2 separate regions of the Callithrix jacchus genome follow, and region 1 is linked to region 2. A link is a contact called in public Hi-C data. All regions are on one chromosome and are shown on one strand. Each heading gives the region's core, a stretch centred on a gene start, on an enhancer-like site or on the middle of the called end of the contact. The rest is flanking DNA. Distances are from core to core; before and after follow the strand shown.

Region 1 (6,931 bases), core at 2,521-5,020, 34 kb after region 2:
CTTGCCAAAGACAGTGTCTGGAAAGCAGGGATTTGCTTAGCTGAATAGTTCTCCACCCTGGCTGTCTACTAGAATCACCTGGGGCTATGTCTGAAAATACTGATGCTTGGACTTCACCCCAGAACAATTCATCTTTAGGGATGAGGTCATGGTACTGGTGTTTTGTAAAAAGCCCTCAGGGCCAGGCATGGTGGCTCACACCTGTAATCCCAGCACTTTGGAAGGCCAAGGCGGGTGGATCGCCTGAGGTCAGGACTTCGAGACCAGCCTGGCCAACATGGTGAAACATTGTGTGTACTAAAAATACAAAAACTAGCCAGGTGTGGTGGCATGCGCCTGTAATCCCACCTACTTGGGAGGCTGAGACAGGAGAATGGCTAGAACCCGGAAGATGGAGGTTACAGTAAGCTGAGATCATGCCACTGCACTCTAGCCTGGGAACAGATCAAAACTCCATCTCAAAAATAAAATAAAATATAAGGCCCTCAGGAGATGCTATGCACAGCAGGTGCTGAGGACCACTAGCTGGGGCTGAGGTCTATGGGGCCTTAAGCTCTGGGATCTGGGATGCTGGATGGCTTATATGGAAGAGATTCCAAAGATGTGAGTTTCCGGTGGACTGAGCTGGTGAGGATTTGAAATTAAAGGAAAGGGGGAGGAAAGAAGAGAGCTAAAGGACCAGAGGAGACAGGCCAGATTGTTGTTTTGGCCACTAGTGAACTAGAGACTTGGCTCCTCTGTTTCTAGGGTTTCTAGGTAAAATGGAAGGCCCACAAAACTCCAAAAGCTTTAATAACCCAGTCTATTCTCATGAAAAAAAAAAAAAAAAATAGCTATCGGGCCAGGCTCGGTGGCTCAAGCCTGTAATTCCAGCACTTTGGGAGGCTGAGGCGGGTGGATCATGAGGTCAAGAGATTGAGACCATCCTGGTCAACATGGTGAGACCCCATCTCTACTAAAAATACAAAAAATTAGCTGGGCATGGCATGGTGGCGCATGTCTGTAATCCCAGCTACTCAGGAGGCTGAGGCAGGAGAATTGCCTGAACCAAGCAGAGGTTGCGGTGAGCCAAGATTGCGCCATTGCACTCCAGCCTGGGTAACAAGAGCTAAACTCCATCTCAAAAAGAAAAAGAATAGCTATCAAGCCTGATACCAGAGGTGGAGATTAGGCAGGAAGCACTGAGCTGAGAATATTCCCTTCCTTTGATTAAAGACTTTTTAAAAATTGATACTTTCCTAGGCCAAGTGTGGTGGCTTATGCCTGTGATCCCAGAACTTTGGGAGGCCACGGCAGGCAGACCACTTGAGGTTACGGTTTCAAGACCAGCCTGGCCAACATGGCAAAAACCCATCTCTACTAATAATAAAAATATTAGCTGGATGTGGTGGCACACACCTGTAATGCCAGCTACTCGGGAGGCAGAGGCACGAGAATCACTTGAACCCAGGAGATGGAGGTTGCAGTGAGCCAAGATTGTGCCACTGCACTCCAGCCTGGGTGACAGAATGAGACTCCATCTGAAAAACAAACAAACAAAGACCCACACATACACACACACACACACACACACACACACACACACACACAATACTTTCCTAAGTCAGGGTCACCCTGGACTTCCTCTCCATGCCCCATCATGTGGAGTGGAAAGGAGAAAAGCCTATCTTGCTGACATGTCCAGAGCACCCTGCCTCAGGGCCTTTGCATTTGCTATTACCATCTGCCTGCTGCTTTCTTCCCTCAGATGCCTGAGTAGCTGAACCCTCAATTCCTTCAGGTCTGTGCCCAAAAGTGGCTTTAGCAAAACGGCTTTCTCTGACTTCCTGTCCTTCTCCCTCTCCCTAATCCGTATTCTGCTTTGTCTCCCACAGCATTTACCATAACCTAGTGTATTTTATATTTTTTCTACTGCCTCTCACTTTCCTCCAGAACATTAAAGGGAAGGACTTTGTCCATTTCTTTTTTCATTATTGTCTCCCCAAAGCCTAGATTGGTGACTGGAAAATAGCAGCCTGGAGCTGAAGAACTTTCTGTGGCATGTATGATTAATGAACTGAAAAGCCCTATTTGTCTGCGAGTTGGTGTCTGTGTATGTATGAGATTGCAGTCCTATTTCTCTGGACAAGGTATGGCCCTGTTCTTAAACCGTGTGTTTGCCTGTGCTTTGGAACATATTAGGAATTCTCTGGGTCTGTGCATACGGGGCTTGTGAGCTTGGGTGTTTTCCTGCCTTTTTCTGTCCTCTAGTTGTGTGTGGACCGCAGGCCGGTGTTAGGATCTGTGGAGGAAAGAGGAGCTGTGGCCGCTACATATCAGCAGAGGGCACCAGAGAGCCATGCACTTACTTTCAGGGGGCAGAAATTAAGAAATCTTCGCGGGGAGTGTTAGAGACCCAGGAGTTCTGGTATCTGGGAGGAGGGAGGTGGAGACCTCTTTAGACCAGCACATTACTGTAAACTTGCGCAATTCCTGCGACTCCTCTGTTCATTCCCTAGGGTCCAGACCCTCCAGCATTCCCAGCAACCCTGTGAGCAGAAGCATCTGGTTAGGGGTGAGAAGAGGAGCTGGTTGCCAAACTGGGCCCTTAAGAAAGTGGAGATCCTTCCTGAATGCTCTTCCTTCCTAGTTCCTCCGTTCCTATCCCAAAAGATCTCAAACTCCAGCGTGCTTAGAGATCCTCTGGTGGCTGTCCTCTCCTCTGGCTTGCATTCAGGGAAGTGAGGCCAGGCCTTGGCCCTTCAAAGCCATCCAGTTGGCTAGCTTCTCCATCGGGATGGATGGAAGGCTAAGATGAACAAAAGAAGGAGTCAAGTGTGCCTCTTCCAGGCTGCTAAGTCCTCCAACGCCTAGCTGTGCTCGACCTTGTCTGGGTGAAGCCAGGACAGGGTCTCAAGGCAGGTCCAAGGGGTAGCTCCGATTCTCCAGCTCTGGGTTTTGTGGGTAGGGAGAGAGGCAGGTATGCCCCTCCCCTCTCCAAGGTTTCATTAGTCAACTGAGAAATCTTAATTTGGGGAATTTAGGGGTTAGACTTTGGGTGTGGGATTTAAAAAGAAATGTCTTTATGTTTATTTAACTCCCTGCTCCCCCACCCCACTTCTAGACACACACACACACACACACACTCCCCATCCTCTAAACTAGAGGCTATGTCCCTCAGCCGTGTTCCTCCTCCACTGCTTAGTTCCATAGCCCGCGACCAAGACTGCGTCTATAAATGGGAGGGGTGGGGTGGGCAGGGGTCCTGTCGTGCCTGCTCCAGAGCCCACGACGGTCACGTTGTTCACCCCTTTTGCCTTTGCCCTCAATTCCTTTCTGTCTTTGCTCTCCTTCCATCTCAGTTCCAGCGAGGGGTGTGCGTGTGTGCGCGAGGGTTGGGGGGGGGGAGGGGGAGGGCCCGTGGAGGGAGGCGCCGTCGGAGGGAGAGTAGACGTCAGGCGGAGGGAGGGAGGCAGACAGGCAGGGAGGCAGGGGGAGAGAGGGAAGGAAGAGAAGGGGAGAGAAAGGGGGGGCAAAAACCGAAAGAGACCCTGAGAGTTAAAGCTTGAAAGGAGAAATAATTAAAGGAGGAGGGCGACCGGGACGAGAAAAAGGACTGGGAGGAAAGAGAGATAAAGAGAATCGGAGGGCAGGGAAGTGAGTTTGTGCGCGTGAGTGTGCGCGCGCGCGCGTGTGTGTGTAGGGGCGGGCGCGGGCGGGCGGGGGGCGGGCTCCCGGGCTCCCCTCCTCCCCAGCCCGCTCCTCTAGCTCGCTCGCCAACTCCGGGCCCCAGCCGCGGGCGGGCGCACGGCGGGCGGACAGCATGCTGAGCCTCCTCGTCTGGATCCTCACTCTCTCCGATACTTTCTCCCAAGGTAAGGGCCCCCAGCCCGCCCCCGGACGCTCGGCTCCCCGCCTGGGCCCGGGCACTGCGCCCCCGCTGGGGGAGTGCTGGGGTGCTCGGCGGCCCGTGGCCAGCCTCTGGGTCCGGACGCCACGAGGCGGGGGCTCGGTCTGGGCGCAGAGCCCCGGGGGCGGAGGCGCGGAGTAACGGGGGCCTGGGGAGAATGAGTTTTCCGTTGATTTGCCCAAGTTGTTTCCTCTGGCTGCGCGGGAGAACCGAGCATTGGGGCCGCGAGGGCTGGAGGTCCGAGTAAAACGGGGAACCGAACGCTTTCTCCGAGCTTCTGGCAGCCCTACCGACCCTCGTCCTCTGAGGCCCGGGTTCCGGACGCCTGAGTCCAGGCTAAGGGGAAGGCTGGGAAGAGTTTGGGATTTCGGATTTCGGGCGAGGGGGTGAGCGGCAAGCTGGGTCCCACCTCTCGAAGATGTTGCTAAGGGGATCCCTCTACTCCAGCCCACCCTCTCTGGGGACCGAGTCTGAACCACCGCTCCAGACTGCCTGGGGATGTCCCCTCTAGAGGAAGGGAGGGGTGTCTCGGGGCCCCTCCCTCTAGAGGAAGGGCTTTGGAACCCCTGCCCGCGGAGGCTCTGAGTGGAGAGTGGAGTTCCAAATACAGCTTCAGGCCCGCTTGATACCGAGGGGGGAACTCACCGGGGCGGGGGCGGGGGCGGGGGCAGTGGGGAGAGGGGGCTGACATTTTACTTGGGCTCAGGAAAAGTGTTGATGTCTGGGGTTATTTGGAACTGGCCGGGGAGAGGCGGGGAGGTGAGGGAGGTGGTTGAGAGAGGTGAGGATGTCAGTGTATCCTGGGCAGGGCTGGGGTTGGGGGAGGGAAGAGGGCTGAGGGAACCAAGGGTCCAGAATGCAGCAAGGACTGGGGTCTGTGGGAGTTGGTTCTTGCCTCCTGGGTCTGATTCTAAGGAAGATTGAATCCTGCTGAACTCCTTCCCTTCCCAAAAATGGAGCTGACACACAGAAATTGACACACAGACACCGTAAAACATTCACAGACACTGAGACAGACTACTCACCTACCGAGACAGACACATTCCCGCAAACATCCCCCACACTGAGGCAGACACATATACACAAAGACACTGAGACATCTGAGGAAGACAGATTCCTCCCCCAGATCCGCGCATACATTCATCCACCCAAACGTTACAACTACACACAGTACATGTATGCAGGCGTTTACAAGGACAGGACACACGCTCGCACAGAAACCAACCCTCTAGCAAACAAAGAAACTTGAACCGACATTCATAAGGGCAGACACCTATGGAGAAGTGCCGACTGCAGATGGTGGAGGGGGTCTCTTTTAGGGGTGTCTGGGAATGGATCTGAGAACAGCCTCAGGCATTATTGCCCTGCTTTCAGTTCCCTTCCTGCGTTTGTAGGTTCGGTGTTATGCTGGACCTTTCCTCTCCTTGCCAAAGAAGCTCCAAAGGCAGAGCTTGGCTGAGTTGGTGGGGGCAGGTCTTGATTCATCTCTCCCCATAGGGCACCCATGCCAGCCCCCCCCAACACACATATGGGAGGGGCATACATCTCTGGTGTGCGCCGAGAGTGGGAGGTGGTGCTGGGGGAAAGGAGGAGGCCTGGCCCTGGGGTTGGCAGGCCAGGCCAGCCACTTGGCAGAAAGTTGGTAAGATGACTTAAGTTCTGACTTTGTTCAGCCAAGTTGTTGGTGTCGGGGAGGAAGGGGGGTGGGCCATGGTGGGGGTGGTAGAGGGGGCCCCTGGGTCAGTATTGGTTTACGTTGGGGGCAAGCTTACATCTGCCCCTTTCTTGCAGTCCTTGCATGTCAGCAACATGGATACAAATGAGCCTTAAGGAACAAAAGCAGCAGTTAGCAAACAGGAGAGACATGTGGATTGAATTGGGGACAGAAAGAAGTGTGTGCTGTGTGCCTTTCCCTCTGGAAAGGAGTGAGGGGCTAGGGAATGCTAAGCTCCCACCTCCCTGCTCCAACAGGGGTGAAAGCAGGACCTGATGAAAGTATCTGGGGTGGGGGGAGAAGATATCAAAGAAAGGGAGAGACTAGACAGGAGGGGAGAGAAATCACTCGTGAGTGTTGGGGGAAGCTTGGCAAGGGACCGGGGAGGAGGCGAGGAGGGAAGGAGTGGGGGTCTGGGGAGACTGGGACGCACATGGGGGTGGAGGGCTTGGCAGGACCTCCTTTCCTTAGCCTCCATCCTCAGAAAGGAGTTCTAGGTCAGGGACTGGGGCAGTGAGAGAGGAAACGGAGAAGGGCGCTACATCAGGGAGGAGGGATGGTGGCTGGGAAGTGGGGATGGGGGAAGTAGGTGTCAGGAAGAGGCCACAGAATGGAGGGGAGCAGAGAGGCGAGGGGAAGGGGAGATTCAGCCTAGGCTGAGAAATAAAAATTGCATTTTAAAGAATTTCAATGGGCTTCATCAATCTTCATTTTTCACTAAATAATTTTCTGTATCTTATCTAAATGAAAACCATTATCCTTCCCCCCGTTTCCATCATGTGCCGGCTCCACAGACTGATTGCGCCGAAAATTGAAATATTTATTCATTTTCTGGGAGATTTTCTCGCTCCCTAGTCTCAGGGAGGAGAAATTGAAAAAGAAAGATTATAGCTAATCAGAGCAATGTGGGATGACAGGCCAGCTCGGGGCGGGAGCTGCCTCCAGAGGAGGGATGGATGTGGGGGCAGGAGAAAAATAAGCCCAGCCAGTCCCCAGAGCTCCCCCCGCCGCATTCCTGTCACAGCTTTTGAGGGGAGTAAAGGGTAAAGGGAAGAGGCCCGAGGGCCTCCTAAATTCCCAGGATTCAACTCCCTCAGTGCAGCTGAATCCTGGCAGAGAACGGCGGAACAGTGGGTCTGGAGAGTGGCTGGGCACTCCCCTCCGGGGGCTACACACAGACACAGACGCACACTTGAGATGTCCTACTTCTGCCCAGAGCAGGGCACTGAGGTTGGGGAAGAGGCAGGGGAGACATGGCAGAAACCAGGACACTGGGTTCCTCTCCTTGACCTTGACTGGACTCCACTTTCTGACTTCTACTCACTTAG
Region 2 (7,244 bases), core at 389-2,888:
CAAGAAGTCAAGCTAATCTTTTTAAACTAGAGCTCTGGGAAACACATTTGGAATCTATGGGGTCTCCCTGGAAGATTATGGGCAAGACAGGTGTGGCTTGGGATGGATCAGTAAGAGGGTGGAGCTCGGTGCTTGCACATGGATTTCCTTCCCCCACAACTTGACTCCTCTCTGGAGGACATGTCCAAATGCACTCCTCCTCCATCTCAACATAAATGCTTCTCTCGACTTATGGTATCAGTTAGAACCTCGAAGAACCTTAGAGATGTGACCACCTGCTTCCACTGTCTTTGGGGCCTGGGGAACATGCGGGACAGAAAAGAGAGGCCGTGATGGGATGCTGAGGAAGTCAGCCTGACAACATCTTCATTAGCATCCTCATATTATCGTCAATGGGACCATGTTCATTGGGGTCTGAGTCCTGGCGCTGAAGGAATACTTAGTCTAGCCAGGTGAGTAGGATAATCAATGGCGTGTGTAATGTGTTTCATGTGTGCATGGCACTTTGCAAGTTTTGAAGAACTTCATGGAGGTGGCGAATGTAGCTGAGGTAGTGTAAGAAGGCTTCGTGCAGGAGATGGGCTTTGAGCTGAAAGCTGAATGTGAAGTAGCAGACAAGAAGAGAAGGGCGGGCAGGCAGGAGGAATGCCACAGGTAAATCCTTGGGGAGACATTTACTTGGGGAGATATGCTAGATCTCAGCCCCTGTGGCTGTTGCTGAGATAAGTAATGAGTGATAAGACCGGGAAGGAATGAAGACAGTTCTTAGAGCATCTTGAATGTCAGGCGGGGGTATTCAGATTTCCCCACTAGGCCCTGGAGAGCTAGTGAGGCTGGAGTCTGTCCATGCTCTGCCTGAAGTGAAGACCAGTCTTTTAATACCTATTTCCTCCCCTCACTGTCTCCCCAAAGGTTAGACCGGGGACTAAAATCCTCCTGTGACTTAAAGCAGATGGCCCTTCTACGGGGGCCTGCATCCAGAGGCCTCCACTTCCCCCTCCCCTCCCCGGCCTTCACATTCCAATTCCCCAGCTGCGAACTCATGTGAGATCATAAGTCACAGTATCATAAACCACTCCAGAGTGTGTAATAAGTGAATTATTTACCAATGACCCTGGCTAAATGTTCACAGGGATAAATGATTAAGCCGCAGATCTGTCAAAAAGTTCCCATAAATAAGTAATTCTGTGCCGCCTTAATGGGCTTTGTAAATTACTCATTCATGCCACTGCTGGGTCATTCTCTGGGGTAAATTCCTCACACCTGCTGATTTACTGCTGAGGTCTGCACAGGGTGATAAAAATTCTGCTAGCCAGCTGGGCAGACTCCCCAGGTGCCAAGCCACCTGGCTAAGTCCCCAGGGATGAGGATACCAGAAACGGAAAGTATCCTGCATCATCTGACAAAAATGTGGGGTCAGAGGTGGGCTGACCTTCTGGGCCACTTGGAGTCTGTCCTGCAGGGCAACGTGGCAGAGCCAGAATCCTTTTGTTACAGGCCTCCATTCAATGAGCATGTACTTACCACGTCCTGTGTCCCAGGCTCTGTGTTACATGCCCAGACACCAAAGACACAGAAGTGTGCCCCAGTGGGCTTGGTCGCATGAAGGAAAGAAGGCTGGACATATGATGTAACTGATGCCATGCCAGAGTGCTACTTGAGCCCACTGGGGGAATATCTAGCTCAGATGGAGAAATTGAGGAGATGGCAAAGTATGAGGTTTGAGTTTCATTCTGCGCTAGAAAAGCCTCACTCCAATTCAGTCCAAATGGGCTGGGCCCGGTTGCTGTGATAGTGAGCAGCCCTGCATTTTCTGTGGCTTATAACCACAAAGGCTTATTTCTTACTAGGCAGTCTTGAGGGTCAGGGGAGGGCTCTGCTTCACCCCATCATCCTCCTCCCCCAGGACCTGGGCTGATGGCACAACATTATCTAGGTTATTGCTAGTCTCTGTGACCAAGAGTAAAGAGAACAGGGCAGAGCATAACTTGGTTCCTACAACTTCTGGCCAGAAGTGACACTGCCACTCACATTTTATGGGTCAAAAAAAGACCCATAGTCATGCTTTAATTAAACAGAGACAGGAAATTCTAACCTAGCGAAAAAGAGAGAGAGAAAAACAAAGGATTTGTGAACAATCCTAATGATGACCCCACAGGCAAATTCTGGTCCTGTGAATTTAGGAACCGCTATGGACTGAATGTATGCATTCCCTGCAATTTTATTTAAGCCCTAATCTCCAATGCAACGGCATTTAAAGGTGGGGCCTTTGGGAGGTGATTAGGTCATGAGGGTGCATCCCTCACGAATGGGATTAGTGCCCTAAAATACACAAAAGAGAAGATCTCTCTGTCCCTCTCCACCATGTGAGGACACAGCAAGAGGTCCAGCAAGAAGCTCAGAGCCCATCTGCCGAGGCTCAGAAGAGCGGCCCAGGACCCCGTCTGCCGAGGCTCAGAAGAGGGGCCCAGGACCCCGTCTGCCGAGGCTCAGAAGAGCGGCCCAGGACCCCGTCTGCTGGCACCGTGATCTTAGACTTTCAGCCTCCAGAACTGAGAGATACGTTTCTGTTGTTTAAGCCACGCGGTCTATGGTATTTGCCATAGCAACCCAATCTAAGCAAGACTCTACATCTGTGAGCAGGTTTCCTAAACTTACCTTTCACTTTCTTCAGCTATGAAATGGGTGAAGAATAGTAAGGACTACCTCCTAGAGGATTAAATGTGATCATCTGTGTCATGCGCTGAGCGCCATGCCTGGCGCCTGGTGAATTCCCCGTCGCTCTCTGAGCCTCTGTTACTACCATGGTGATTACCCTTCGGTGTGACAGCCTCTGTTACTACCATGGCGATTACCCTTCGGTGTGACAGCCTGTTACTACCATGGTGATTACCCTTTGGTGTGACAGCAGCAGCAGTATCCTGTAGAAGGGGACCTCTGAAGTTGAATATCGAAGAGCAGGTCATACCCACCAACACGTGTGCACACTCACCTTTACTGGTCAACGTGGTCTGAGGCAACAACATCCTCTCCAGTATCCTCTCTCCATCACCACCACCACCATCATCAGTCAGAAGCAGGTGGCAGCGATGGGCATTGCAGCAGGCCTGAGCTGCCCCATCTTCTATCTTCTCTACACACATGAAGAATTCACCTTGCTCAGGTCACTCCCCCAACCCAGGCCTCCGTTACTTCAGTACAAAACCAGAGCAATAATACTATTTAATAACCCGAGGGGTGGGCCAGAGAATCCTTCGACTTCCCCTTCCCTGCCAACGCCTTTGGTTCTTTTCTCCAACTGTCATCACCCCCACGCCTTGTAGCCTTCCTGGACCATATCTCTGCACTAGTCCTACATGACTCATGGCCTGGGTTCCAGGTGGCCCGGAAAACAGAGGAGGAGCTTCAGATGCGGCCTGGGTTTCCTCTGCCTTCCCAGAGGCCAAAGAGACATCTGTTCCTGTGGCTACCACGTCAGCACAAAATGTGTGCCAAGGGAACAGCAGGAAGGAGAGTGTGTAAATCGGCTGGTCTTCTGTGAGTGTTTCAAACTGCCTCGTAGAAGCCCAGAGCTATTGTTGGGAGGAGATCCCTGAACTGTTGCTGACCACTGAGGCTCCCAGCCTCCTCCATCAGCTTGCACAGGGGACTGTGAGGCTTAATGAGCTGATTGTCATTTAGATGATCAAGGGTACAATTCTTAGCCCAGGGGCCCACAGCCCTACCTGCTCTGCCTGAGCAAGCCTGAGGAGTCTGGGAAGCTTTATGTTCCACTCTAGAAAAAAAGACATGATTTCCCATCTTTCATAATCAAACCAACTCACACTTATTCACAGCCTGGCAGGCTTTCAGCACTGCGTGGGCATCAGTCAACTCTTCATTCGGTCCATTCCACGGCAAGCCTGTGGCCCGAGCAAGAGGCAGGTACTAAGACATATTTAGTGTGCAGTTTGTGCCTTCTAGAAATGTACAGACTATTAGGGGAGATGAGACAGAGGTGTTGCAAAATGACTGTGTAAAACAATAGGCGTTGAATGTGGCGAGGGTCAGTTGAAAACAGCTCTGATGACAATGAGCAGACAAAGAAAAGATTTGTGACATCAGAAGCTTTTTTTTGCCCACTTTCCAGCCTGGTGAGTGTGGTCCTAGCCTTAGATATGGCGGACGTTTTAGGGAGAGGTCAGGGTTCTGACCACCGAGTCCAGGTGAGCTGGACAGGTTTGGTGGTGAGGAGAGCGCAGCAGGAGAGAGCGAAGACGACGCTCACCGTGTGGGTCTGTGAGCCAGGTCAGCTGTTTCTAGCACATTTATAGAAGCAAGGAGAGCTGGCCTCGTGGGACAGGACATAAAGATGGGGAAACTGAGAGGCTTTTTGCTCCTCTCATGTAAGACTTTTGATATTAAAATCAAAACAAATATTTGTTGTGAACCTATTTATCTGTGTCATGCTCTGGATTAGGGACTTTCGTTCTGTTATTTAATTTACAACACAGCCCTTTGGATGTGCTTCACAATTCCGACTTCCCAGATTATTAAACTGAGGCGCAAAGAAGGAAATGACTCACGCACTGGCAAGTGTTGAGCCGGATTATACAGTCCGGTCTTCTAAATCCTGCCTCCAAATTCCACCCCCTCATGACCATCCTCCACTAGGGGCCATAGTGAGCCACTTAAAACACCAAATCCCATCATATTGTTAGCCTATGATCCAGCAGTAGCTCCCAGCATCCCCAGGACAAAGTCAAAATCCTGGGTATGGCATGCAAGACCTTCTCCGTCTGGCTAATTACATTTTCAATCTCGTATTCCATCTAATCCCTGCCTCACTGTCTGCGCTCGGTGATAAGAAACGCTGTGATTTATTGAGCATCTACGACGTGCCAGACACTGTTCCAAGCACTTCACATGAATTGATTTCATTCCTTCTCATGACAACCCTATGAGGCAAACACTATGATATTCTCCGCTTCATGATTGAGGAAACTGATTCACATCGTGGTTTAGTAATGTGCCCAAGGTCACCTATCTTGCAGAGAGTCTTGAAGTCACACCCAGGCAGTTCAGTTCTAGAAGAGAAATGCTGTACTCTCTGCGATTTCCACACACAACATGCTGTTTCAGGCTTCCATGATTTGATTTATATTCTCCCTCCTACCTGAAATACCATTCCCTTCTTTCTTCCCCTGGATAAAAATCACTTATCTTTCAAAACTTGGTTTAGGACTTATCTTTTCAAAGTATTTGCGTTAGTCCATTTCACACGGCTATAAAGATATTTTCTTTATAAATTACCAGCCTAGAGCTGGGTAATTTATAAAGAAAAGAGATGGTAGCTCATGCCTGTAATCCCAGCACTTGGGAGCCTGAGGTGGTCAGATCACAAGTTCAGGAGTTTGAGACCAGCCTGGACAACATGGTGAAACCCCATCTCTACTAAAAATACAAAAATTAGCTGGGTGTGGTGGCACGTGCCTGTGTCCCAGTGACTCGAGAGGCTGAGGCAGTAGAATCGCTTGAACCGGGGAGGCGGAGGTTGCAGTGAGCCAAGATCATGCCACTACACGCCAGCTTGATGACAGAATAAGACTCTGTCTCAAAAAAAAAAAAAGAAAAGAAAAGAAAAGAGATGGGCCGGGTGCGGTGGCTCACGCCTGTAATCTCAGCACGTTGGGAGGCCAAGGCGGGTGGATCACCAGGTCAAGAGATCACGACCATCCTGGTCAACATGGTGAGACCCCGTCTCTACTAAAAATACAAAAAATTAGCTGCGCATGGTGGCACGTGCCTGTAGTCCCAGCTACTCAGGAGGCTGAGGCAGGAGAATTGCCTGAACCCAGGAGGCAGAGGTTGCGGTGAGCCGAGATCGCGCCATTGCACTCCAGCCTGGGTAACAAGAGCGAAACTCCGTCTCAAAAAAAAAAAAAAAGAAAAGAGATATATTTTGGCTCAACAGGCTGTATGAGAGGCATGGTGTTGACGAGCGCAGTGGCGCGTGCCGGTAGTCCCAGCTACTCGGGAGGCTGAGGCTGGAGGATCGCTTGAGTCCAGGAGTTCTGGGCTGTAGTGCGCTATGCCGATCGGGTGTCCGCACTAAGTTCAGCATCAATATGGTGACCTCCTGGAAGCGCGGGACCACCAGGTTGCCTAAGGAGGAGTGAATCAGCCCAGGTCGGAAACAGAGCATGTCAAAACTCCCTTGCTGATCAGTAGTGGGATGGCGCCTGTGAATAGCCTCTGCACTCCAGCCTGGGCAGCACAGCGAGACCCTGTCTCTAAAGAAAAAAAAAAAAAATTAAAAAAAAAAAAAAAAGCAGCATAGTGCTGGCATCTGCTCCTGGTAAGACCTCAGAACCTTCCAATTATGATGGAAAACAAAATGGATCACATGGCTAGAGAAGGAGCAAGAGAGAGAGAGAGAGGGAGAGAGAAGGTGCCGGGCTCTTTTACACAAGCAGGTCTCCTGTGAACTCATAGACTGAGAACTCACTCATTACCACAAGGATGGTACCATGCCATTTATGAAGGATCTGCCTCCATGACTGAAACACCTCCCACCAGGCGCACCTGCAACATTCTAAGTCACATTTCACCATGAGATTTGGAGGGGACAAAACATCCAAACCATATCATTCAGCCCCTGGCTCCCCAGGTTTCATGTTTTTCTCACATTGCAAAATACAGTCATCCATTCCCAATAGTCCCCAAAAGTCATAGCTCATTCTAGCCTCAACTCAATCAAAAGTCCAAAGTCTCATCTGAGATTCAAGGCAGGTTCCTTCTACTTATGAGTCTGTAAAATCAAAAACAAGCTATTTACTTTCAAGATACCACAGTGATACGGGAGATACCGGCATTGGGTAAACATTCCGCTCTGAAAGGGAGATGCCAGCCAACAGAAAGGGACAACAGGCCCCACAGGAGTCTGAAACCAGCAGGGTAATCATTACCTCTTAAGGCTCCAAAACAATCTTTGACTCCACCTCCTGTATCCTGGGCACATTGATGCAAGATATGGATTCTCAAGGCCTTGGACAGCTCCACCCCTGTGGCTTTGCAGGGTGCACCCCTGTGGCTGCTCTCACAGGTTGGAGTTAAGGGTCTGTGGCTTTTTCAGATTCAGGAGCATGCTGCCAGTGGCTCTACCACTCGTGGGTCTGGAGGACAGCAGCCTCTTTACCACAGCTCTACTAGGCAGTGCCCTAATAGGGACTCTGTGTGGAGGCTCCAACCCCACATTTCCTCTC

Evidence for each region. A called contact is a pair of places that touch in the nucleus more often than the background predicts.
Region 1: a Hi-C map of skeletal muscle shows a contact between it and region 2, with 3 times the contacts expected there. The contact joins the promoter of KIRREL1 here to the enhancer-like site in region 2. A contact is called at or near these places in 2 of 3 Hi-C or Micro-C datasets (induced pluripotent stem cells and skeletal muscle).

Annotation. Positions count from the first base shown.
Region 1 is chr18:18,179,832-18,186,762 of calJac240_pri, forward strand. It overlaps KIRREL1 (kirre like nephrin family adhesion molecule 1), which reads left to right and starts at 3,771. Exons shown (of 15, transcript XM_008984666.5): 1 at 3,771-3,854. The coding sequence starts at 3,803.
Region 2 is chr18:18,148,038-18,155,281 of calJac240_pri, forward strand. No RefSeq gene overlaps it. Among named protein-coding and RNA genes, the nearest start is that of KIRREL1, 32 kb to the right of the region's middle. Within about 2 kb of position 1,639, at least 2 of the 16 cell types and tissues checked have an H3K27ac peak or open chromatin away from gene starts, as enhancers often do.